Linked DNA regions of Sus scrofa: all the other regions are linked to region 4. The links are chromatin contacts, called in public HiChIP or PLAC-seq maps. All regions are on one chromosome and are shown on one strand. The core of a region is the stretch at or near the end of the contact, and the rest is flanking DNA. Distances in the headings are between cores, read along the strand shown. Region 1 holds the start of SLC43A2 (large neutral amino acids transporter small subunit 4). Region 2 holds the start of SMYD4 (SET and MYND domain-containing protein 4). Region 3 overlaps SLC43A2 (large neutral amino acids transporter small subunit 4). Region 4 holds the start of TLCD2 (TLC domain-containing protein 2).

The links. HiChIP or PLAC-seq counts read pairs in DNA pulled down with a chosen protein or histone mark.
Region 1: a contact with region 4 is called in an H3K27ac HiChIP or PLAC-seq map of alveolar macrophages. The contact joins the promoter of SLC43A2 here to the promoter of TLCD2 in region 4. A contact is called at or near these places in 1 of 47 Hi-C or Micro-C datasets (liver) and 2 of 2 datasets of contacts at active chromatin or transcription factors (alveolar macrophages and skeletal muscle).
Region 2: an H3K27ac HiChIP or PLAC-seq map of alveolar macrophages shows a contact between it and region 4. The contact joins the promoter of SMYD4 here to the promoter of TLCD2 in region 4. A contact is called at or near these places in 1 of 5 promoter capture datasets (fetal liver), 6 of 47 Hi-C or Micro-C datasets (alveolar macrophages, embryonic fibroblasts, fetal liver and 3 more) and 2 of 2 datasets of contacts at active chromatin or transcription factors (alveolar macrophages and skeletal muscle).
Region 3: a contact with region 4 is called in an H3K27ac HiChIP or PLAC-seq map of alveolar macrophages. The contact joins the enhancer-like site here to the promoter of TLCD2 in region 4. A contact is called at or near these places in 1 of 5 promoter capture datasets (liver), 5 of 47 Hi-C or Micro-C datasets (embryonic fibroblasts, liver, skeletal muscle and 1 more) and 2 of 2 datasets of contacts at active chromatin or transcription factors (alveolar macrophages and skeletal muscle).

The regions. Positions count from the first base shown.
Region 1 is chr12:47,836,156-47,842,020 of Sscrofa11.1, forward strand. SLC43A2 (large neutral amino acids transporter small subunit 4) reads right to left here and starts at 2,972. Exons shown (of 15, transcript XM_013990000.2): 1 at 2,834-2,972; 2 at 1,723-1,944. The coding sequence starts at 1,882.
Region 2 is chr12:48,006,627-48,013,163 of Sscrofa11.1, forward strand. SMYD4 (SET and MYND domain-containing protein 4) reads right to left here and starts at 2,980. Exons shown (of 11, transcript XM_021067577.1): 1 at 2,568-2,980; 2 at 1,058-1,210. The coding sequence starts at 1,191. RPA1 (replication protein A 70 kDa DNA-binding subunit) reads left to right here and starts at 3,026. Exons shown (of 17, transcript XM_003131822.4): 1 at 3,026-3,202. The coding sequence starts at 3,170.
Region 3 is chr12:47,799,875-47,806,464 of Sscrofa11.1, forward strand. It overlaps SLC43A2 (large neutral amino acids transporter small subunit 4), which reads right to left. Exons shown (of 15, transcript XM_013990000.2): 9 at 6,341-6,487; 10 at 4,235-4,246; 11 at 3,487-3,625; 12 at 1,563-1,692. Among named protein-coding and RNA genes, the nearest start is that of PITPNA, 18 kb to the left of the region's middle. Within about 2 kb of position 4,482, at least 68 of the 83 cell types and tissues checked have an H3K27ac peak or open chromatin away from gene starts, as enhancers often do. A contact at or near this core is called in alveolar macrophages, embryonic fibroblasts, liver and 2 more, where this site is marked.
Region 4 is chr12:47,913,402-47,919,747 of Sscrofa11.1, forward strand. It overlaps TLCD2 (TLC domain-containing protein 2), which reads right to left and starts at 4,856. Exons shown (of 5, transcript XM_021067585.1): 1 at 2,042-4,856; 2 at 1-42.

The sequences.
Region 1 (5,865 bases), core at 1,722-4,221, 79 kb before region 4:
AAGTGACCAGCCCCAGCGCTGCCAAGACCATGAAACAAATTAAATCAGTGAACAATGTGGGAGAAAAAAAAAAACAAACAAACCCCAAGAAGTTGACCTTCTGACACAAGGCGAGGTCAGGGGGAAAAAAAAAAAAAAAGGACCCACGACAGTCCTCCCGTCTGGACAAGATGCTAAAAGCTCCATCTGGGGATGATGCTTCTGGCTATTTTTTAACCTCTCCGGGGAGCCTGAAAGACTCCATCAGAGGCAGAGGCAAGCAGAAAGGGTCACGATCGCCAAGGGAGGGGGAGAGGAGGCGCCACACACTCTAACCTGTCCCTTCCCCAGAGTCGCTAATCTCACATCTCTCGGGCAGAGCAGAAAGCTTGTTCAAGGAACAAGGTCTGAGTGACTCTCCCATATCCCAAGATTTCTTGCTGATGTGGGGAAAGATCTGCCAAGAACCCTCAGGCTATTAGGAAATATTTCTGAGTGGCTAAAGGCTAAAGGTTATAAATGATATACGCTCTGCCCTCTCTCAGGCGGCCTCAGTGTCCCCTCCCTTTCTGCTGTCCTTAACCTCTCCCAGGGCAGCTTCCCTAGAGACTGGAAAGCTCAGGAATCTCCTGGGAAGATCAGAGCAGGGCAACAGAGAGGATTACAGGCAGCACGAGATGGTCCCAAACTTCCCCTTCCCCCAACATCTGGGCTCTGGGGGAAAAAGGCTCGCCAGTGGGGCCATTCAGGGGGTCAGGCCTGGGCTGTCTCCAACGAAGGGGACTTGGGCAGGGGCTGGCTGAAAAAGGTCCTGGGCAGAGAGACATTACTGAGCTCAACCATTAGGGAGCCACTGTTGGGGGGCAGTGAGGGGGCAGAGGGCAACATGTCCTATCAAGGTTGCCTAGGAAGAGGGGTTAGAAGGGTCGAGATTGGGAGCCACTTGGATCCCACAGTTAGGGTGAATCCACTGACCTTCAGCAACCAGGATCTTTAAACAAGGTCAGGGGCGTGAAGGTAGGGGTGGGGTTTAGATTTCCGGTAGACAAGCATCCCCAGCCTTCATTCAACAACGCCCACATGTGGCAAAGGGTGAGGACAGGCTTAGTGTCATTTCCATAAATACCCCCCCTTCCCCTCCCCCCCCACGGAGGGAGAAGGCCACTGAGACGTTCTCACAGCCTGTGGGAGGAAATGTCCTTTGGAAAATCGTAAAGCAGCAAAAATAGACAAGAAATTGTATCTGACAAGCCCTTAAGAGACTCCATAATGGCCCGACTGAAAAACATCTAGATTCTAGATGAACCTTCCCTGGGGTGGAGGCCAAGCCACTTCCTCTCTCTTGCTGCACCCCAGCCACTGAGTCAGGAGTTCCTCTTTCTTACAGTCCGAGAGCAACATGTTTACTGCAAGGCCAGCGGTGTGCCAGGCCCTGGGAGGAGAGGAGCCTCGTCATGTTCTCAGGTGATGGAAAGAACACCCTGGACTCGGGGATTCTGGAACTATCACAGGCCCCAGCTGTGTGGCCTCAGGCAAGCCTGAGCCTGAGTTCCTTCAAAAAGGGATAGCGCTATCTATGTACCCAGCAGTGCTGAGTTAGGATCAAATGGGCCTTTTGCGAACTAGGAGGTGCTGCGCAGTGAGGTGGTCTCGCTGGCTAGATCTACACCGCCAATCCGCCGTCACCCGAAGCCCCCACTCCGGGACCCACCGCGAGCCCGCGAGCCCGTGCGCCCGTCTTACCTGGCTCAGAACACAGGTAGGAGTAAAAGCCCTCCGACTTGAGCATGATCAGCAGCGAACCCCAGCCCAGGAGGACTGCCGAGAAGAGGAGGTTTTCCAACACGGCGGTGCAGGCCATCCACCAGCGGCGCCGATGGGCTGTGGCCAGGGTGGGCGCCATGGCTCGGCGCGGCGGCCCGGCTGCGGCTCGGGCTCGGGCTCGGGCTCCGGCTCTGCAGGCACCTGCGCAGAGATTTAGCCGTCAGCGCTCGGCTCGGCCGACCAGAGGCTGCCAACCCGGGCCGCTGCCGCAGCGCGCGGAGCTTGTCACCCCTCTGCGCCCAGGAGGCAAGAGCGCGCAGCGAATGAAACCCCAGCCCTGTCCCCCTGGTGTCCTCTGGGCCACCCTCTCCGCCGCTGGCTTTTCCGCCGGCCCGCAGTTCCGGGAGACCTGCTCGGACCAAGCAGGGAGATTTCCTCCGCGGCTCAATCGGAGGGAAACTGAGGCATGGAAACTAGAAGGGACTAACGTCTGCTTAGGGACATGGAATTGGCCCTGGCTCCCATCAGGATTGACACAGGTTGGGGGCTGACAGGGGAGGCAGTTAGAGGTCCGAATACTTGGGAAAGGGCATACCTGCGGGCTGCCACTCCCTGGGACCCTCACCGGCGCCCGCCCGCACAGGAGACCCTTTCCCAGACCCTGCTCCCTTAACCACAAAATCCGCGCACACAGCTCCGAAACGGCCCGCCCACGGCCCGCTCATTGGCCTGTCGGCACAGGAACTGCATTGCCATTGGCTGTTGTCTAGGTCGCTAGGCGCTGCGGCCACGCGAACCCCGCATGGGAGAGGCGAAGCCGGTTCAAACCGGCGGCGCGAGCCACCCGCGCGACCCCTGGCCTGGGCCGTTTCCTTGGCAATTAGTTCGTTCTAAGGAAGTGGGATCCCATCTCTCCATCCCCCTGCTCCCGTCTCGATTCGTCATCTCTTTCCTGCTGGCTCCTCATCCATTCAGTGTCTCTCCTTTCATATGCACACGTCTTCTCCCTACCCCCTTACTCTTGAGCCTTCTACCCGCCAGCTACCTCGCCCGGAGCCCAGGTCCCCAGAATCCAGCTCACCCAGCTCACCCAGCTCCTACTGGTGTGTATCGGGCCCGGCCGGCGCCTTTTCTGCCCCCCTTTTATTCCAGCCCTTTTATTCTGACCCTAAGATGAAAACACTGCCGCGCGCTGATTGGCTGAGTGGGGCTGGAAACAGGCGTTAACCAATCAGCACCCACCCGCCCGCCCCGCCGCGAGCAGAAGCCGGTTCCGGCCGGACTAGGAGACAAACAAGAGAGCTGGGGGCGGGGGGGTGCCGGGGGGCAGCGTCGGCCCGAGTTTTTGCTCGGCTGCCTTAGAGAGTAGTCACCGCCCGTCCGGGAACCCCCAACGCCATTGCCTCATCGCCCCTCCAGAGGCTCACCCCGAAGCTCTGTCTCTCGATTGGGTCCCCTGCTCCGCGTTTCGGCGCCCCCGGACTTCCCCAGTTGCACGCTGGTCCCCCTCGCGCACTACTTTGGGCTCCAGCATTCAGCCTGGCTCCCGCGCTCTGCTCTGCTCTGGCCGGCTGCGTCGTCCCCAGTTTCCCCGCTGCCTTGGGCACCACGCGGATGCTCTGGCTCCACTTCGGTCCTTCCACTCTCGCCATCTCCACTGCCTCCTTCCCATGCACCGCTGCTTTCCTAGCTGCTTTGGGCTTTGTGTCCTGATTTTTTGCTTTCTTGCTGCCGGCAACTCCCATCTAGGTTCTGTCTGCACATCCCACATCCCCGGACATCTGTGCAAGCATGGAGTGACTCTCTCCTAATTCACCGACCCCCCTTATGGGTGCCATCTGCCCGATCCCTCAGGGATCCCCAAGTGGGAGTTGGGGGCTTGTCTGCCTCCTAAGTTACTATTTCCTCAGGTACCCCATCCAGACTCTGACCACTCCCCCCACCACCCCATTTTTCGTTCTCCTTGGTCCCCTCGGGGGCTCCCACCAGAACAGTCATCTTGGTGCTCCCTGCCCGAGTTGCCCACTCCATTCCCACTGCCCTGCGCCACCTCCATCCCCTTACGCCCTGTTCCCTGACATCTTCAGGTTAGGGCCCTTTCTGCAGGGTTTCGGGGTGGGCAATGCCAAGCTGCCAACACAAGTCAGGACTCTGGGAGAGCACGTAGGGTCGGGAGGGTTCCAGGTTCCCGGTCTGATCAGAGACCTGGACATGCCCGAGGAACAGCCAGGGCAAGAGAGGGGGAGCCTGGGCTCTGGAGGTTCAGCTGCATTTGGAGGTTCTCCCCCATTTCAGGCACTGGCCCGACCTCCGTGGGCCGTTGGTGTCCCCGATTCGGCTCTTAGATTCATATTTGGGTTCTCAGATTCGGGTCTTCTTGGCAAGCTCCGGGAGCCTGGCTTATCACACCAGGGCTGTGGCAGCCCCAGCAGCATCCTGCTTCACATCCCCGAGACCGAGGGCGCCCCCTGCTGCCCTGAACCTACCGCTGGCAACCTTGCTCAAAGCACACCTGGCATTGTGGGCTTGGGGGTTCCTGGTTAGTCAACTATCCTGTTACGACACCCTGAAGAGCTGCATCGCCTCAGAGGGTTGCAGCTGTCACTTGACAGACTTCAGTCTTCCCCTCCCTCCATCCTAGAGCCACCTGCTTGAGGGCTGTCTCCAGGCAGTTGTTCCATACACATTTCTATAACATTTCAAACACCTCTCTAAAATAGTTCACTTCCCCCCTCCGTGGCAAACTGTTCCTCCCATTCTTTTACAGATAATGGCACCACTACCCTCTGAACTTGGATACCGTGAACCATCCCGTCAGCATCCCGGTACCTGCTGTTATTCTCCCTCTCCTTCCCCCCACAATCCCTGTCTCCTAAGTGGTTCTCTAATTTGCCCATGTCTGTCCCTAGCACTGCATCTGCTGTTCCTCCAGCCTCCAATCTCAGCCACTCAAATCCATCTCTCCACCCCACTCCATCTCAGTGAATGATGGGAAATGCAAAGCTAACCTTGGTAAATCAGCCCTCTGCTAAAATCCTTCAGAAACTTTTTTTCCCCCCCAGGGCTGCACCGCAGCATATGCAAGTTCCCAGGCCAGGGGTCCAAATGGAGCTATATCAGCCGGCCTACACCACAGCCACGCCAGATCCAAGCCACATCTGCAACCTACACCACAGCTCACAGCAATGCTGGATCCTTAACCCACTGAGCGAGGCCAGGGAGCGAACCTGTGTCCTCATGGATGCTAGTGTGATTCATTGCCACTGAGCCACAATGGGAACTCCCCAGAAGCTCTTTACCATTTATCCTGCTGGATAAAGTTCAAGTTCTCCAACCTGACCCACACAGGCTCCTCCCCCTCTCTGGTCGATCAGCCTGCTCCTAGATGCTCCAATCACACGGAATTGCTTGTCCTTTCTGCGGGCAGTGTTCTCTCACCTCTGGCTCTCAAACATAGTGTGTTCTGGAACAGCACCTCCTCCAGGAAGCCTTCCCTAACCACTCCCATCAATAGTCTCCATTGTCTTTGTCCACTGATTGCTTTGTTTTGTAATTATCTGTTCATCTGTTTGTCTCTCCCTTTTCCCACTGACTGTGAACTCTTTGGGGACATGCTCTTATCTTAGGCAGCTCTGTATATCCAGCCAGCCCTTGATAAAGAAGCAAGCACAAAGCAGATGCACAGGGAGTTTGCGGAATGAACACATGAATGAATGAAAAGAGGACAAAGGATTCAAAGCTGGGAGAATGATGTAATACAATAATAATGACCTCCTAGGAGTTCCCTTGTGGCCCAGTGGGTTAAGGACTCACCACTGTCACGGCAGAGGCTCAGGTTGTTGCGTGGGTTTGATCCTTGACTGGGTCGAGGAACTTCCAGATGCTGTGGGCTTAGCCAAAAAAATGACCCTCTATTGAGAACTAAAAATTTACTGGGTGCTTTGCATACTTTGTGTCTTTTTTTTTTTTTTCTTTTTTTGTCTTTTGTCTTTTTAGGGCTGCACCCATGGCATATGGAGTTTCCTAACCTAGGCGTCAAATCGGAGCTGCTAAAATCCTTCAGAAGGAAGGATTTTAGCCACAGCAAGCCAGATCCGAGCCACATCTGCAACCTATACCACA
Region 2 (6,537 bases), core at 1,730-4,229, 91 kb after region 4:
AGACCCATAATTGGTAAAATAATAAATCATGAGAATATACAAAAAAATACAACCTGCACTCTTGCTCCTAGCTCTATTTTCCCCCACCCTGTTCAGTTTTTCCTTTTTTGTCTATTGTACTTATCACCTTTAATACGATATATACTTATGTTTATTGTCTGTCCCTCCTTGCTAGAATTAAGCTCTTCGAAAGTAAGGGCCTTTATCTATTTTCTTTTTAGCAATGTACTTTTTGTTTACTAAGTACCTAGGACAGTGGCTGGCACAAAATAAGTGTTCAGTAAAAATTCACTGAAGTTTTGGGAAGCTCCTGTTTCAGGTTTTTTGTTTTTTTTTTTTTTTTTTTTTAATATATACACATATGTACTAGGTTGTAATGTAAAACATATTCCTTACTGAAAGTGCGATCACGAGGTTTTGAAAACTGGGTGTTCCCATTGTGGCTCAGCAGGTTAAGAACCCAACATAGTGTCCATAAGGATGTGGGTTTGATCCCTGGCCTCTCGCTAGGTTAAGGATCTGGCATTGCCACAAGCTGCAGTGTAGGTCGCAGATGTGGCTTGGATCTGGCAGCTGCAGCTCTGATTTGACCTCTAGCCTGGGAATTTCCATGTGCCACAGATGCAGCCCTAAAAAGACAAAAAATGAAATAAAAAATTTAAAAAAGGTGTTTGAAAACTACTGTGGTTCGACTATATGGCCTCTAAGATTCTTTCCACACATGGGCACTTATGAATTCTATGTGCAGTTGTAATTCTCCACTATATCCTTTGAGATATGGCACAGTTGAAAGCCTAGAGAGGACAGCAAGGCACTGATTACTGAAATAGTATTGACACTGAAAAACCTAAATAGCATCCCTATCTGTTCTATACTAGAAGATTAGAAAAAAAAAAAAAAAAAAAACTGTGGAAATAGCACAAACTGTTGAATGCCCCAAAATATAAAAATCTGAACTTAATCCTTCCATCAAAAAGAGATATAACTTGAGAGCAAATGACAAAAGAGAACATTTTCCAGATCAAAATTTCCCTGGTTAAGGCTTCCATTTACTTACTGAAGAAGCAAAGATGAGTGGAGAAAGATATCGCTCAGGGCCTCTGCTGTAGAAATTGTGACCTGAATGGACTTGGGGAGCAAAGACCACTTCTGAAGTATGTATGATTTCCACTCATCCACCGGCAGATCCATGCTACTTAAGATCTATAAACTAAACAAGAAAATAAGAAACTCAGGTTTCTACAAATGTACAACTCTAGAAAATCAAGATTCCATTCAAGTAAGTGTGAAGCTACAAAATCAATTCTTGTGGTCTTTCCCTATCGTTGTTTACATGCCAAGAAAGGATCTATAGACTCTTGAACCAATTCACTCCACATTCCTTCATTCAAAAATGTTTATCGAAAGCTGACTCTGGGAGCTCTCGTCACGGCTCAGTGGTAACGAACCTGACTAGTATCCATGAGGATGCAGGTTCGATCCCTGGCCTTATTCAGTGGATTAAGGATCCAGTGTTGCTGTGGCTGTGGTGTAGGCTGGCGCTACAGCTCTGATTTGACCCCTGGCCTGGGAACGTCCATATGCCTCTGGTGCAGCTGTGAAGAAGAAAAAAAAAAAAAGGTCCTGGGTAAAGTGAGAAAAAAAATCTGCCATGTCTCAGTTTTCTGACTTGACCATCAAGGGTAGATGGAGGTCTAAGAGGTCAGGGATGGTGACTACTACGATTAATCATTGTATAACCATCGCCTAGCCTGATGCCTGGAACAAAGTCAGCTTTCTTTTTCTTTTCTTTTTGTTTTGTAGGGCTGCGCCTGAGGCACATGGAAGTTTCCAGGTTAAGGCTCCAACTGGAGCTGTAACTGCTGGCCTACACCACAGCCACAGCAACGGAGTCTGCAACCTACACTGCAGCTGAGTGGGCCAGGGATCAAACCCCTTTCCTCATGGATACTAGTTGGGTCGTTACCACTGAGCCATCACGGGAACTCCTCCCCAGCAGCTATTAAGTTAGCAAATAACTTATCTTTTACACAGTTCGGTTTTTCCTTTTCAGTCTCCAGGTCACTCATTTAGTTCAAGCCCTCACCATTTCCTGCCTGGCATTCTTTCCAGAGTGTCATAACCAATCTCCATGCCCTTAGAACGCCCATTCCCCATTCCAAATTCAACCCATCGTCCACAATGAGACAGATAACAGTCCTCCACCTTAAATGCATCAAAACTTTCTTAGGAGACCCCAGTATAAACCCTTCATTACCTGACGCTAGGCTTCCTTCATAATGCTCAAGTCTCACTTCCTCTGTACCCTACTGTCCTAGCTACTCAAAGCTGCCCCCAGCTTATCACGCTGTTCATCTCGCTAATTTTTGCCAAGGCTATATTTATTCTTCCAGGAGCATCCCTAACCACACTTGAAGTCCACCTGGCAAGTTTCCACACACCCTTCAAAACCCAGTTCAAATGGTGCCTCCTTTGGGAAGCTCTCCCTGATTTTCCCACCTGTGCTAGCAGCCTACTCTGTCTCTCCTGGGGCTCAAACCACTCTACCTTGAGGTAGGGCTACTCACAGCAGAAAGTTCCTCGAAAGACTGCGCTCTCCTCTGAGGATAGGGACCAGGTCTTATTTACCCGGAGAAACCTCCACTGTGCCAAGCCCAGGGTCTGGCGCCTGCGGGAGCTGAGCGGGAGCTGAGCGCTGGGTTGCTGAAGGAGTCAGGTCATTGCTTTAACTACTAACAGCAGAGGTATTTGGGAAGAGCGCTACCACTGCCCTGGGCTACCAGTCTTTGTCCGCCGGGTAAGGGCCGTGTGGGGTACGCTTCCGAGAGCCCACTGGGAAAGCTCCTGAAACGCGTCTCTCTCGCGCCTTTCGCTCGCTACTCCTGCGTCACGCTTCGCGCGCCCGGAGGCTCCGCGGCCCGCGCCAAGGCCCCACCATCCAGCGACTAGGCCCGGGACCCGGGCTCTGGTGGGTCACGTGGGCTGCCCGCCGCGCCTCAGCCAATGCGGTGGCTGCTCGGCCCTTAGACCCGCCCCCGTGCCGTGCGCATGTTAGGAGGCGGAAGCAGTGCTAGCAGCAACTCAGGCCAATCGCTTTGGAGCGCGCGGGGCCGGGAGTGAAGCCAGGGCTGCGGGAGAACCGGAGCGCGGGAGTTGGCGTGGCGGAACCATGGTGGGCCACCTGAGCGAGGGGGCCATTGCGGTGAGAAGATGCTGGCGGGCCGGGGTGGCTGTGGGCCCTGGGGCTGTGCGGGGTAGAGAAGCGGGAGAGAACCCGGGAGGAGGAGGTAGCGGGGGGCCGGGGAGGAACCGCCGGGGGACCCCCAGTAATCATCACGCTGCAAAGGATTTTCTCCATCGTCGTCTTTTAAACACGCTCATATGTTTCCTGCTTAAGGAAGCAAAACAAAATAAACTCTTGATTTTCACCCATCTCCTCCCTGGCCACTCTGTCTCCTCCCCTCCCCCTATCCGCAGCCAAACTTTTCCAGAGTTGTCTGTTTTCAGTTATTTCATTTCCTTGCCTTCCATTAACTCTTTAACGGACGCCTGTCTCTCCTTTGATCACTATAGAAGTAACCCTGGCTGAAGTTAGCAGTGCCTCCAGGACGTTAAATGCAACAGACAATTTTGAGATTTTAATTTACTCAGGGTTCTCAGCAGCGTTTGTCCACTGAGGGTTGCTTTCTTCTGGTAATACCTTCTTTTGGTTTCTGTGGTTCAGCTTGGCTGGTCTTTCCCTGTCTTATTTCTAGGTCTCAGTAAATTTTGTTGACTTAAGGCTCTGCACAAGGCCCTCTTCTCCCAAGACAATCCAATTACTTTCTGTGTGTCAATTGTTCACAGATTTCTTTGTCCGGAGCCCCCTTTACTCTGAAAGACAAGCCTCTATAATCTGCCTTTGTACCCAATATCGCAAAAACATTTTAAATTCTACTGTGCCAAAGCGAATCCATTATCTCTCTAAATTTGGACCTCTACTGTTTGTTGTCTGAGTGAATGGAACCACTATTCACTAAATTATTTGAGCCAGAAATTGTGGAGTCATTCTTCTGGCAAACTCCATCACCCTGGATGTGCCATCTCTCTCCACACACAAAGTTTGGTGTGTTTTACCTCCATATATATCTGTGTGTGTGTGTGTGTGTGTGTCTGTGTGTTTCTGTCTGTCTTTTTAGGGCTGCACCTGCAGCACATGGAAGTTCCCAGGCTAGGGGTTGCCCCTACCACAGCCACAGCAGTGCAGGATCTGAGCCACGTCTGTGACCTACACCACAGCTAACAGCAACATTGGAGCCTTAACTCACTGAGTGGGGCCGGGGATGGAACCTGAGTCCTTATGGATACTAGTCAGGTTCATTACCACTGAGCTACAATGGGAACTCTGCTCCATGTGTATCTCTTAAATCCATCTACTTTTCTCCATCCACACTGGAACCGTTGTTTCTGGCCTGGCCTGCTCACTTCTCCCCAGCATAACTCTCCATTCCTACCTGTTCTTTCCTACTTTCCAGAGGTTTTTTTTTTGTTTTTTTTTAATTAAAAAATTTTTGTAAAAATTTAAATTCCTGGTATATTTCATACTCTTGCTTTCCACAGGGCCTTTGAACATTTTTTAACCAGTATCTACTGTCTGGGTGGTTCTTCATTCTCCTCTTGCTGGCTAACGTGATCTTCAAGTCTTGGCTCAGTTACTTTCTCAGTGAATCCCTCTTTTTTTTTTTTCTCTCTCTTTTTGCTTTTCCCCGCACCCGTGGCATATGGAGGTTCCCATGCTAGGGGTTCCATGGGAGCTGCAGCCGCCAGCCTATACCATAGCTACAGCAATGCAGGATCCTTAACCCACTGAGCAAGGCCAGGGATTGAACCCGCAACTTCATGGTTCCTAGTCGGATTCATTTCTGCCACGGCATGATGGGAACTCCTTTGGGGTTTTTTTTTTGGCTGTACTGGCAGCATATGGAAGTTCCCAGGCCAAACCAGAGCCACAGTAGTGACAACACCAAATCCTTAACCACTAGGCCACCAGGGAACTCCAAGGAAGAGTATTTTAAGAGCCCTTTTAGGCTTCTCTTTTGATCTTTGTGATACTGTAATATAATAAGAAACATTTGGTCTTTGTCCAGTTTCTGGTACACAGAACTCCTAAAACCCTTGGAATTTCCTGAGTGTTGGGGTAGGAGGAACTTAAGCCCCTTTCAGCCATACCTGAGTTTACCTTAATGAGGTAACTCTTGGTGAACCCCAGGATAGCTTCAGGATGGTGACTGATTGCCAGGAGAACCAACTATGTGATTGAAGGGTTGGAACTTTTTGTTCTACTCCTCATCCCACGGGAGAAAGGCTGGAGATTGAGCCAGCCACCCTTGGCCAGTGTTTCAATCAATCACGCCTACGAAATGGGACCTTCAGAATAATCCCTCAACAGCAAAGTTCAAAGAGCTTCCAGGTTGTTGGACACATCTACCTGCTGGGGGGTGACACACCCTAAACTCCACAGGGACGGGGTCTTCTATCTTGTACCTGTGTATTATTGGTAATGAGTGTGTCTGTCATTTGGAAAATATTGGTTCGTTGCCTTATACAGATCTTCCAGATAGTGACCTGTTTAATTATATCACAAAAATTTGTGCTTATTAACCTCATTACGGATTTGCTCAGAAAAGTCTGTTGGTGTTGGGAAGTTGGTGAATACAAGTTTTCAAAGTCCTGCTTTTCATTAGAAAACTGTTTGTTCGTCAGTCACAAGTATGGTTAATTGTCCCAGTTTGTTTTATTTTTGAGAAAATACCTACTAAATTCTCAAGGCTGAATGACCATATGTTATCACTTGCCCTTTCAAGTAAAAAATGATGTTCCATGAAAAAAAAGGGGGGGGCCAGTTCCACATGCAACTCGAACGTTTGCTCAAGTGCCTTACCTCGTGGCCAGAGCCACACTTAAGTATGCAGCAGAAGTATTTTTTGCATGCTTTCCGCATTGTTAAAGAAAATATTTTAAAAAATTTGTTTTCAAGGATTAAGATAGATTTATTTATTTATTTATTTATTTAGGCCACGCCCATGGCATGTGGCACTTCCCAGGCCCAGGATCAAACCCACACCATAGCAGCGACCCATGCCCCTGCAGTGACAATGCTGGATCCTTTAAGGCACTGCACCACAATAAAACTCCTCAAGGAGTAAGATTTAACATGATAAATAATTTTACTTCGTCATCAAGCTTCATTTTTTTTCATTGAACCGCACCTTCCAGTGCATTCAGGGCAGTGAGCAATAATACAGTGACTACTAATATAGTAACTCTGCTCGGGCACCAGTAGTTTTACCTCCCACTGCTTTGCACCATCCGTGCAAATGTCAACACAGCTGTCCCAGGATGAAGCAGGAGTTTTGAAAGTAATTCAACCCTTTGACTAGTTCAGCATAATCTGTTTGTTGTCAAGCATTCCCATGAAAGAAGGAAAATCTTACCAGATGACCAGTTGGTGCTGTTACCAGATGAATACAAGCAAAGCAGCAAGTCCAGCCACATCTA
Region 3 (6,590 bases), core at 3,232-5,731, 110 kb before region 4:
GCCTGGTCACCCAGGCCCTATTGGCAGAGAGCTGTCCTGCTCCCATCTAGCTCTGCTTTCCTGGGGAAATGCCACTGCTGGCAGGGTCAGCAAGCTCTGAGAAGCACTCGTTAATGATTTCTGAGAGCCACAGGCCGTCCACTTTGCTACTAGGACCCAGTGTTTGCTCTTTGCACACAGCCCTGCCCTTGGGCTCAGCAGCCAAGAAGACCCGTTTCCAGGAATGTGGGCAGCAGGGGCTGCTCTCTGCAGTGGTGCAAGAGGGCTGTGCCCGAATGTGCAAGCTGCCCTTTTCCACACCAAATGTCTTGCTGCTTTTTTTACCACTTGTCTTTCAGTAAGAATGGGATCAAACAAAAAGCAGATGACCGTCCTGAGGACAAGGTGGTCAGGGCAAGGGTATGCCACTCTTGCAGAGGGCCACCACCAGGAAGCTGGGAGGGCACCAGAGACGCAATGATACTCCCATCTGGAACTGGACAAGTCTCCAGTGATTTACTCCGGCGCATATACTGATAGCGCCCATGGGTGGTGCACGCCTGGGCGTTCCACGTACTTCTACGTGTGGCCACTTGCAGAAAGGAAGGGACTCTTGCTTTCCTTTTGGACCTGGCCCAAGACACCATCTGGACTTGGGCTACACCCATCTGGAAGCAGTGCCATCACCTGTATTCCTTCAAAGTTCATACACTTGGGGATTGGAGCTAGCAAACTTCTGTGGACCTAAGGGTAGAACCAAGCAGGTAACAAAGTCTGCCTTTCTTGAACTCTCTGCCAAAAGTCAGTTTCCAAAAGCACTGGAAATCTTGTGCAAAGGAATTACACTTTTTTTTTTTTTGTCTTTTTGCCATTTCTTGGGCCGCTCCTGCGGCATATGGAGGTTCCCGGGCTAGGGGTCGAATCCGAGCTGTAGTCTCCTGCCTACGCCAGAGCCACAGCAACGCAGGATCCGAGCCGCGTCTGCGACCTACACCACAGCTCACGGCAACGCCAGAACCTTGACCCACTGAGCAAGGGCAGGGATCGAACCCGCAACCTCATGGTTCCTAGTCGGATTCGTTAGCCACTGCGCCACGACGGGAACTCCGGAATTACACTTTTGAATCCAGATGCCAAGCCATCATCAGCATCCTTTTTCTGCAGCCCCCTGTACCAGAGACATACATGTTCCACCAACACCACAAACTGGCCAGGCCTCTCTGGACATTAGGTTTCAGCTGTGTGAGCAAATGCAAAACGAGCAGCCACACAACTACACATGGTTCCAGAAACGGTAAGATGATGGTACTCTTGGCATACACGACCCCTGAAGACGGGGACGAGAGATGCTTTCACAGAGAATTGACTTGCAATGCAGAGTCTCACTTACATCTCGTTCCCAGCCCTGCACAGGGCCTGGCAGGCAGGAGGCCCTCGGTCAGTCACGGTGGGCTGGCTGCTAAGGTGAATTAAATGACGGCGAAGTCACCCCTCTCTCTGCGACGGCTCTCCCACGACACATCCTACACCTTTCGGTCTCGTCACCCCGTATCCCCCCGGCCTCTCCCTCTCCCCACACGCACCTGTAGGGGCAGGTTGGGAATGAGGCAGGTCACCCCGAAGCCCACGAGCAGCAGGTTGGTGAAGGCGAAGGCCCGCATGGCGTTGGTGATCTTCTGGATCTGCCGGTCCCGCTTCTTCTTCTTCTCACCTCTGTGGAAACGCAGAGCACACGCAGGAGCTGGGGGCTCCCCGAAGAGCAGGCTCTCCCAGGGGTCAGGCCGAGGGAGTCACGGCTTGTGGTCAGCGCAAGACTCAGGGACCACCCCCAGGGGCGTGTTAGCGACAGCGGGGGTCAGACCAGCACGAGGGACCCTCCCCACGGCGCCCTCTGGACGGGGTGCTGAGTGGGAACCTCAGTGCATCAGCACCCCGCACTGCATCCCTGCAGACGGAGGTCAGACGGCGCAGAGGGAGGGGGACAGGGCACCCGGGTCAGGACGTGGCAAAGCCTCCTTCACTCCTAGCTCCAGCTTCACCCAAATCCTGCAGGGAGCTGACGAGAAGCCAGATGAGCCAAATGAGGGAGCGAGTGGGCTTCCCCTTGGGGGGTGGGCAGGGGTGAAGGCGAAGGGCGTGTGCTGCAAATGGGACTGGGCACGAACAGCCTTGTGGCGGGAGAACCTGACGCAGATAACAGAGCTGTCTCTGTAATCATTTCCTTGTGAACTCGCTATTACCGATTCAAGTCTCACCACCCACACAGACACCCTGCGGACAGCTGTGTGCCATCCAAGGACAGCCAAGGGCTCGGCGGAGGAGGGCAGGGAGGCCCGGGCCCGCCATGTCCTTACTATGTGGCCTCAGGCAGCCACTCAAATGCCTCGCTTCAGTTCCCTCATCTGTGAAATGGGTATAACTCCTCGAGTGCTGTGAGGCTTACCTGAGAAGTGGGCATTAAGTGCTTGGCACGGGGCCTGATTCAGCAAAGAATAGCTGAGTACACGAAGGTGGAGTCATGGAAGATGGCATTTAACTCATCCTCTGATCTTAGAGCCCAACCCTTCTGTAACCAGGGCTCCGGTGCCTTTTTTTTTGTTGTTCACGATCATGAACAAATCAATTAACACTTATTAAGGTTATAGCAGTTACACTCACACCCAGGGAGCAGACCCTGCAGGCAAACAGCTATTTGACTAAGGATCTGAGCTCTGTTTTTTGGTTTTTCCTGCTTTTTAGGGCTGAACCCATGGCATATGGAAGTTCCCAGGCTAGGGGTCGAATCAGGCCTAAAGCTGCCAGCCTACACCACAGCCAGAGCAACTCGGGATCCAAGCCGAATCGGTGACCTACACCAAGGCTCAAGGCAATGCTGAATCCATAACCCACTGAGTGAGGGATCGAACCCACAACCTCATGGATGGTAGTTGGATTCGCTTCCGCTGCAGCACCAGGGGACTCCCGCGCGAGGTCTTAAAAGCAGAAGAGTCTGACAGCCGGGGTCTGCACAGACCTTTCTCTGGCTTCTCCCCTTCTCCCTTCACCCTGGTGCTTCCCCAGCTTTCACATACCCAAGACGTGCCATACAGAAGTGACAAACCAAAGCGTGCGCTCCGCTGAGCCAGCGCCAGAGCAGCTCTGAGCACAGCCCTCTCGCTGCTCCTGCTGACTTTTTTTTAGGGCCACTCCCGCGGCATATGGAGGTTCCCAGGCCAGGGGTCGAATTGGAGCTGTAGCTGCCGGCCTATGGCAGAGCCACAGCAATGCAGGATCCGAGCCAAGTCTGTGACCTACGCCACAGCTCACGGCAACTCCGGATCCTTAACCCACGGAGCGAGGCCAGGCATTGAACCCGCAACCTCATGGAGCCTAGTTGGGTTTGTTAACCGCTGAGCCACGACAGGAACTCTTCCTGCTCCCTTTAAAACCTGCCATCAAGCCTGCTGCTGCCTCACACCCTACCCGGTGGGCTTCCCCTTGGGGGCCGGGGCGGCCCTGCCTACGCACTGGTTGGGGTCTTTCTCCTCGGGCTCCTCAGAGGCGTCTTCACACTCCTTCAGCCTCCAGTCCATGATGTAGCCGATGACAGGGGCCGTGAGCAGGCAGAGCAGCTGGAGCACCCCAAAGATGGAGGTGTAGAGGCCCACTGAGGGAAAAGACAGCCTGTGTCACGGGGGCGCGGGAGCTGCGGGGAGAGGCTGGGGCGCGCGCTGGGCCGAGTCCGCGACCCCCAAGCCCTGCCCGGGTCTTCCCCAGACCCCCTCTGATCCCTGTGGGTCACGAGGGCAGCCCGGAGAGCTTAACCTCTGAAATCAAAGCCAGAGCAAGGGGCAGGCCACCGTCTTCTTTGCTCCAACCCCCTCGCCTATTTCTAAGAAACAGCTAAAGAAATCCAGAATGTCACAACAGCCACCCCCAGAAGCCCCAGGAAGTCTCTGCGACTTGGGAACCACAAAATTACCAAGGACTGGGACAGAGGCTTTGTGTGTGACTGGCCATTAGTTTTCTGCCTCTAGAAACACACCAGGGAGGCACCACCCACAGGGCTCTGACGTCAGGGCTTCCATCTTCAAAGAGCCTTAAGTTACGATGGGATTTTCTCATGCAAATAAAAGCTGAAAGCTGGCGCCCCACCCCCACCCCCCAGTTCTGGCCACTAGGGCAGGGCGGGCGGTCTGGAGTTCAAGGAGAGGCAGTAGAACAGACTGGCTGGGAGGGGATGCTGTGTGCTCCCCAACAAGGCCCTCGGGCTTACCGGTAGCCATCACTGCACCAAGAAAGCAAAAGTGAAAAAGCAGAGAGGAGGGGGTTAGCAGCAGAAACGTCCAAGGCTGTGACGGAGTTGGGGCACCGGGACAGGCTAGCTCTGGGCCCAGGGCACAAGCTATTTCCCAGCGAGCCCCGATGCTCAGTGCACTGGGGGAGGCCGAGCTTGAGCCAGGCTTCTGGGAGTGGAGGCGGGAGAGGACCCGGCAGGGGTGTGTGCTGACGTCTTCCTGTCTGCTGGGGCCTCAGTCATGTGCAGCTGGTGCCTTGTCACAGGCGGGCTGGTGAATCAGGCCCGGGGTGCTTGCCGGGGACCGTGATGGGGAAGTGGCGTGGGCGCAGAAGACCTGGCAGAAGCAGGGCCGTGTGTGTGTGTGTGTGTGTGTGTGTGTGTGTGTGTGTGTGTGTGTGTGTGTGTGGTCAGCACAACTGCTCACAGGAGCAGGATGGGGAAAACCGATGCCGTGTCAGCTGTGGACCAAATTTCCTGGCCCAACTTCCTCTACTTGAAATTAACTTTTTTAAAGTGGGAAACAATTGGAAAAAATGCCTCTTGGGCAGCAAACGATTTCTCAGAGTAAAAGGCCCTGACTCAGCAGCAGGGAAATTTGCCTTCCAAGGGCCAGTGAGGGCCTTTCTGTGTTCAGCGGGCTCTCCACCTCTCTAGGCCTGAGGGTTTTTACAACAGGGGCCATTTAGACATGATAGACCGGCTTTCCCCTAAGTGTGGGGCACAGATTTTAACGAATGGTACATAATAGCAGGGTTCCTGGGTCCAAATTTAGGAAAAGATCATCGTACAAAACAAAGCTAAACCAGCAAACAAAAAACCAAAGCTCAATAGGTTATTTTTTTCCCTCTCTTCCTGTTTGCTACACATTTTTGCAAAGACACGTGATAGGGTTTCCCCATGTTGTCTTGGGTCCAATCCCCATTTTCAGCACAGAACCAGCACTGTCTGTGCTCCTTTGTCATCTTTCCGTTTGGTTAAGGCTGGGTTTCTTATTCTTTGTAAAAACTGTGTTTGAGGAGTTCCCGCTGTGGTATAATGGGATTGGCAGTGTCTCGGGAGGGCTGAGACTCGGATTCGATCCCTGGCCCCGCACAGTGGGTTAAGGATCTGGTGTTGTCACAGCTGCAGCTCAGGTCTCAACTGCAGCTCGGATCTGATCCCTGGCCTGGGAGCTCCGTACACCGCAGGGCAGCCAAAAAAGACAAAAAAAAAAAAAAAAAAAAAAAAAAACGACTTGATTCTTAGGATATCTCCCCATGGGGAAAACAATTCAACCAACCAAAAGCTGCACACCCATGAGACTGCCAATAAAAAGGATTTCCAGAATGTGTTTGTCCCGCTCAGGGATGACTAAAGCTGACTCAGCTCAGGCCCTGAGGAAGTACCGACTTTCTTTGTAGAATCAAAACCTCTAATCAGCTGAGGACCTTCTGTGCTCTTTTGGGAAAGTGGCATGTGAGTTATCAGTTCTGTTTACCAGAAGTAGCAAGCCTGGACTGGATTACACACACACAGACACACACACACACACACACACACACACACGCACACGCTCACATGAGGAAGGCTGCCCTGGCCTTGCTTCCCAGTTCAGAGCACAGATCCCAGGGCAGGCCCAGGTGCCCCAGGCTCCAGCTGCAGCTGCCGGGCCCCCACCTCGGCCCCCAGCCCCTCCACGCACCGCCCCTGCGGTTTCCCGGAGGATTCCTGGCGTGGGGTTGGCCTGATCGGCTTTCAACAAGCTCTCAGGTGGAGACCGCGTTCTGGGCAGCGTTTTCATTTACAAACACCACGTCAGCCGTCCCCTCCAGCAACGAAAAACACTGTTCCGCCCAAACGCAGGCAGTTATTTGAGTCCTCCCTCCCGCCTCAACCGGGAAACTCTGCAAGAACACTTGGGGCGGCTGTGATGACGCGGCTCTGACAGTCAGGCCCTTGGAGCCTGCCCTCTCCCGGCCCAGCCCGACACCCTCCAGCCGGCCGGGCAGCGGGCTTGACCTCAGGCGGGAGGGAGGGACCAGCCCTCCCGGGGGCGGGGGGGGCTCTCCCGGGGGCGGCACAACGGGGCCCGGGGCCACCTACCGATCTCCTGGTCGCCTTTGACCAGGAACTTGAGGATGTTGTTCATGGCGCCCATGTAGAAGATGAGGCGCAGCTGCGTCACGCACATGGTGACCAGGCTGAGCAGCAGGATCGGGCTGAACACGCTGTGCATGAACGAGGGGGCCGCTGTGGGGAGAAGGCGGGCACTCAGCGAGAACCCGGGGGCTGGGCACGGCGGCCGGAGGAGGCGCAGGGCACGGGGGCAGGAGCTGGGTCCCCGGTTGCAGGA
Region 4 (6,346 bases), core at 3,606-6,105:
TACTGCGGCTCAGCCAGGAGAGGATATGTGAGGTACAGCTTCCTAAAGGGAAAGGAAGGAAAAATTGGAAAGACCTGACCAGGGCCATGTCACAGGGACACTGTCCCACTAGCCATCAAAGTCCAGCCCCAGCAGATGTTCAATCTTCTAATGAGAGCTCTTGACTCTGACCTGGGCCTTCAGTGAGAGAAAAGAGGTAGCTCTAAACCTACTTCCTTGCTTCTCTTTCCAGAACTGCAGGCTGTAGAAAGCTCAACCTCTTGCCCCGGCTACCTATAGGGGACGCAAGCCTCCTCAGCCCTCAGAGAAGGCAGGACCTGGGAGCCTGGACACACCCCACCCAGTATGGGCCCCAGGTATTAGGTGAGCATGTGGACCTAGGTCCAGAAATGTGAGTTCAGGGATCAGCCGAACTGACTTGGTCCCAGGAAGAGGAGTTTTGGGGGTCTCTGGGGAAAAGTGAGCAAAAGAAGAAGTCTAGAGTTTGGAAGAAGGTCAGCAGAGACTCCTAGGACTGAGGAGAGGATGGGGGACCAGAGGCTGGAGGGGAGGGAGGTATGGGCAGGGTGGCTGGGCAGCTTCCCCAGGACTCTCAAATGCCAGGCATTCCGCTTGCGCATTCCGGGTACATCTGGTATGAATTCCAGGCTGTCTGCCGGCCCCTCCATGTCTGAACTTTGTTCCAAGTTCCAAGCCCCGCCCCCACAGTTTCAACGCATGAATCAGCAGGAAAAGCCGGGCCCTGCAGCATGGCCCAGGGAGGGGGCTGGGGGCGTGGCAGGCTAAAGGGCTGTGAGTTGGGGAGGGTGGGTCTCTGCTGACCCTCAGTCCAAGGTCATGGCCCATGCCAGTGTCAGGGGCCAAGGCAGTCTCATCTTGAGATTTCTATACTCAGAGGGTAAGAAAGATTAGGATGGGAGGTTTTCAAATTACAAAACCCTCTTGGGAGGCATGAACTTTGTGGTATCTTCCTTCTCCCAGGTGACCAGGCCAACTCCTTCCCACTCCTCTCTGAGCAGGCTCTGCTCAGCCCATAGCATTCAGCTGCTGCTGAAGAGTCTGTGCCAAGCAGGTGCCCTTGGCTGCAGGGCGGGGTGGGCCCAGGGCACTGACCCTCTGACCAGCTGCTCCATCAACCCTTTGGCACTCTGACAGCTCCTAGCCCAGTCTGACAGCCAGGATGACAGGCCAAATGAGTTGGAGGCTGGAACTAGGGCCGGAGGGAGGTGGGGGTGATAGCCTAGCCAGAGGCCACGGGGAGGGGCCAAGAGTTGGCCGAGAGGTGGGGAGAGAGGGAGCCCAGTGATGACTAACCCAGGCGCCCCACCCAGCCAGCCGGCTTCCCAGGCAGTCAGGGCCAGGCCTGGGCTAGGGGCCCCACAACCGGACAGGCTGGGGGGAGGTGCAGAGGTGACCTTCTCTCAGCCCAAGACAGCCAGTTAGGCTGGGGAGGGGGGGTTAGAGTTTCCAGGCTCTCCTCCTGCCTGCTTCCCCCACCAACCCGCGGTGAAACCCTAACCTTTGGGTTGCATAAGGCCCCCGCACCGCCGCCCCCTACTCCCCTCCCCTCCCCCCTTACATAACATCCCCTGGAGGGAACGAGAGGAGGGGCCGGCCCGCCCAGAGACCCCTTCCCTGCCAGGGCGCTCAACTGGCCCTGACCCAATGAGTGCCGGTCAGAGGCAAAGCACCTCCCCGCTACCCGCCCCGTCCAAATCCTCTCAAGCTGGGAGGCCGGCTCTCATATCCTCGGACGAGAGGGCTCCGAGGTTAGCCACCCCCAGCCCTCTAGCCCCTCGTCCTCCTCCCAGCTACTCCACAAAACCTTCTGCAACGACTACTGTTCTGGACTCCTTCCTTAAACCTCCTGACACACTATTCCAACCGGTACAGGCCCCACTCCCCCAGAGCTCCCCAGCCCCCGCCACCCCCTCTCTCCTCTCCCGGAAGGGCAGGGTGTGGCCGTCAGGACCCTACTTTCCCCCATTACCCCGTTAGCACGGTTCCCTCCTGTGCGTCCGGGACCCCAGCTCACACCCACCTGGTGCTGGGTGGAGGGGGTGCTGAGAGCAGGGGAGCGAATCAGTGCGTCCGATCCCCACGGCCGGCGGCGCTGTCTCTTCCCAGCGCCCAGCACACACCGGCTCCAGTCTCCGATCAGCTGGCGGCGTCGTGACGCACAAGCTGCGATCGCACCGCCCAGGGCCAATCACCGCCCACTGCTGGGCAGCGTGACCACACCCACTCGGGGGCGCCTGCACTTCCCCTCGTTCCCGCCTCCCCTGCCGTTTTAGCACTGATTGGCATGGAGGCCACCCCCTTGCCTAGCGGAGTTGCGCTAAGCCACGCCCACAGACTGGCAAGCTGGCCAATAGGTGAAAAGGTGTGGCTCAGTCCTCCTCCTAGGCTGCTCGCTTAGAGGAGCACTACGTCAAACCCGACTCCCGAAGAGCAGAAGGAAGTAAAGGCGTGTGTGTTTGCAGTGCATACTGGTCAATGTAGTTCTCGGTCTGACGCTTCGCTCCCAGAATCCAGCGCGCTCTGTGAGTTGGCATTTTTAAACTCAACTCGGAATCCATCCCGGCGAAGTCCTTAAAGGGCACAGCCCCTCCTTTTTGGAGCCGTGAGTGATCCTTTTAGACAGCCTCTCAAAACGGATTCGCTGACCTCTTGCGGGAAGCGACAGCTCTCAAAGGAAAGGTGGAGCAGGAGAGTTAGCAGGAGTGAGCCGAACTGAAGGTGGAAATCAGCCCCATGGCAGCCAGGCTCTTCCTTTGGGATACAAATTCCTGTGGGCGTTTGGGGGGAGGGAGGACTGCCCACCTCGCCTGGCCCCAGCTTTCAGGGGAGAGGTCTAGTACACCCCTCCTGGAGGGCGCTTCTGAGGAGACTTCTTGTAGAAGATGTCTCGCCCCAGTCGCAGAGACAGGGCCTCTCAAGCAGCAGCTTCCTAACGAAGGATTCAGAGCACAGGGTTCACCTGAGGGTCGAAGTTAGATTTGTGGTCAGGGGACAGGCCGGGGCAAAGTGCAACTGGCCAGCAATCCCATCCCCTGCCTAACACCCCCATTCTGTCCCGCCCTCTAGAAGCTTTTCCCTGACTCAGGCCTACTTAAGGAAGAGATTTCAAAGGTGGAGACCAATGAGGAGGCAGCTCCTTTCCCAGAGGCCAATCAGAGCATAGAGGGGCGGGAGATAGGGGAAAAAAAAAAAAACCCACCAAAAAAAAAAAAAAAAAGGAAAGGAAAGGAACCCAATGACTTGGCAAAAGCTGCGGAACCACTGATTTAAAGGGGCAAGTCTGAGACCCACCCCACCTCATCACTCGCGCCTCTCCACCACCACCACCAAAAAGGAACGTGTGGACAGGGATACAAGACTTTTCTGTAAGCTCCCAATGGAGGATGACAACAAGGGCTCTGCCACGGGACCGCTATGGTTCCTAGGAGCTCCAGAATTCTGAACCTGTGTTCAGAACATTGTGCCTTTAAGGAAACTTCCTGCCTTCCACCCCAGTAACAGCTGATTGTTGGAAAGTCTGACCTCCGGGGACGAATCAGCTGTTACCACATCCTCCTCCAGTTCTGCCCTCCTCTATCCCCTTATCCCCACCCCCTCATGGGGTGAGGGAAGAAAAGAGATGGAACCCCAAATATGGAGGACCTGCTTGTACGTTCTTCCCTCTTCCCTCTCCAAGACTGTCTTCCTCCTCCGCCCTCTCCTTCCTCCCTCCCCCAAGCTGCTGGTTAGTTCTTCAGAGGCTCTGAGCTTGGAAGGAGAGGTATTTCCTGTCAGCAAAGTCAGCTCAGACCCGTCCTCCCCAGTCTCATAGGGAGGCCACTACTGGGGAGGCCCAGAATGGTGGCTGGCGGGGTATGTAGGTGCTCCAGGAAGAGGTACTGGGGAAGGTTCAGTGAAGCTGAGGACCAAGCCTAGAGATGAATGGTTATGGAAACAAGCCTCCTCAGGGTCAAGCTGTCTCCTCCTCCCTGCTCCATTTCCTCTCCAGACAGGGTTTTGCTACGGGATCCTCCTGGCTTTACCTGTTACTCCACTTCTAACTCCTTAGACACGGCCTGGCCCTGCTCCATTTTTAACACTTTCACCCCTTCATTGCAAAGGTGTTAATGTGTAGCTGCCCAAGGGCTGCAGGTGGCACGCAATGGCCCCAGGGATCAGGGGCTTTGGCTGGGAAGTCCTGCCCGAAGACCCAGGTCAATATTTTGCCCCAGCCTGGAGCTGGGAGTCAGGGTCACTCCAGGACAAGCTTAGTGTGAAGTCCCAGGACTGAATTGGCAAGGTTGGGAGAAGCTGAGCAGGGTCTTGGCCAAGCCTGGAAGAAAGAAATCTCACCAGCTGGCCCTGTTCTCCACTATCCTTAGCATAGAAGCCCCATTCCCTTTTCACCCCTTGGAGGAGGCCCTTTCCCATCTCGTTCTAACTTTTCATGCCCCCACCCTCCCTCCCTATAGGGCAAAAGCACAGGCTTCAAGTCCAGGATTTCTCAGTCACAGCACTATTGACATTGGGACTGGATAGTTTCTTGCGGAAGCTGTCCTGTACATAGCAGCTTTTTTGCCAGCATCCCCAGCCAAATTAGATGCTATCAGCACACACACACACACACACCTTACTTATGACAATCAAAACTGTCTGCAGACATTACCAAATGTCCCCTGGAGGCCAAAAGCGCCCCCAGTTGAGAATCATTGAGTTAGACAAACTTGTATTCAAATGCAAGCTCTTACCAGATGTGAGGTTTTTGATTTTTTTTTTTAGGGCCACATCTGTGACATATGAAAGTTCCTAGGCTAGGCGTCAAATCTGAGCTGCAGCTGGGGCCACAGCCACAGCAACCCCAGATTTGGGCCCCATCTGCAACCTACACTGCAGCTTGCAGCAGTGCTGGATCCTTAACCCACCGAGCGAGGCCTGGGATCGAATCCACATCCTCATGGATACTAGTTGGGTTCTTAACCTGCTAAGTCACAATGGGAACTCCCTTACTAGCTCTGAGTTTGATGAAGATGCTTAACATCTTTAAGCCTCATTTTTTTCATTTACAAAATAGAATGTAGGAGTTCCCGTTGTGGCACAGCAAAAACAAATCTGACTAGGAACCAAGAGGTTGTGAGTTCAATCCCTGGCCTTGATCAATGGGTGAAGGATTAGGCATTGCCATGACCTGTGGTGTAGGTCGCAGACGCGGCTCGGATCTGGCATTGCTGTGGCTCTGGTGTAGGCTGGCAGCTGTAGCTCTGACTAGACCACTAGCCCGGGAACCTCCATGTGCCATGGGTGCGGCCCTAAAAAGACAAAAAAAAATTTTTTTTAAAAGACCCCCCAAAAATATAGAATGTATAATAAGTGCATGGCTTATTGTAGGGATTTAAAAAGGAATATGTTTGGAGTTCCCTGGTGGCCTAGTAGTTAAGGATTCAGCATTATCCCTGCTGTGGCTCAGGTCACTGCTTTGGTCAGGTTTGATTCCAGGCTGGGGAACTTCTGCATGCCATGGGCATTGCCATAAATAAATAAATAGAAGTATGTTTGCTTTTTTTTTTTTTTTTTAGGGCCGAACTTGCTGCTTATGGAAGTACTTAACCCGCTGATCAAGGCCAGGGATTGAACCCACAACCTCATGGTTACTAGTCATATTCTTTTCCACTGGGCCACAAGGGGAACTCCAAAAGAAGTATGTTTGAAAACACTTACTACAATACCTGGCCCACAGTTGGTGCACTAATGTTTAGCCACATCTGCGACCTACACCACAGCTTATGGCAACACCAGATCCTTAACCCACTGAGCGAGACCCGGGATCAACCCCCTGTCTGGATACTAGGAGGATTCGTTTCCTCTGCAGCAGGAGGGAATTCCAGCCTCCTTCACTTTTCTTCCAGATCAGCAGCAAGAGCTAACATTCAACACAGGCTGACTGCTGGGGCTCTGCAGCCTCGCTCCCTGACCATCCAAGCCATGAACTCCAAGAAACTCAATACTGAGATTGGCAAAGGGGAGTGGCTAATTTGGTACCAGATTCCCCAAAACCTAAGGGTAGTGGGTTGGGATTCAGGAAGCATTTGAGAATAGAGCTGCACAGAGCATTCTATTGCAAGATGCAGCTTGGAAATTACCTGCTTAATTCTGTTGCTTGTTAAAAATTCAGATTCCAGGGTCTCAATCAGAAGTACATCATACATTTGGAAAACCATGGTTTTAGGGCTCAGATTGAGGAAGGTGTCAGTGCCTCAGAAATCTTAGTACACCAGTGCCCAGTATTGCCAGGACATCCCTATTTAAGAGAAGGAAAGAACTGTCTTGAGAGGTAAGGTTAATTACACTC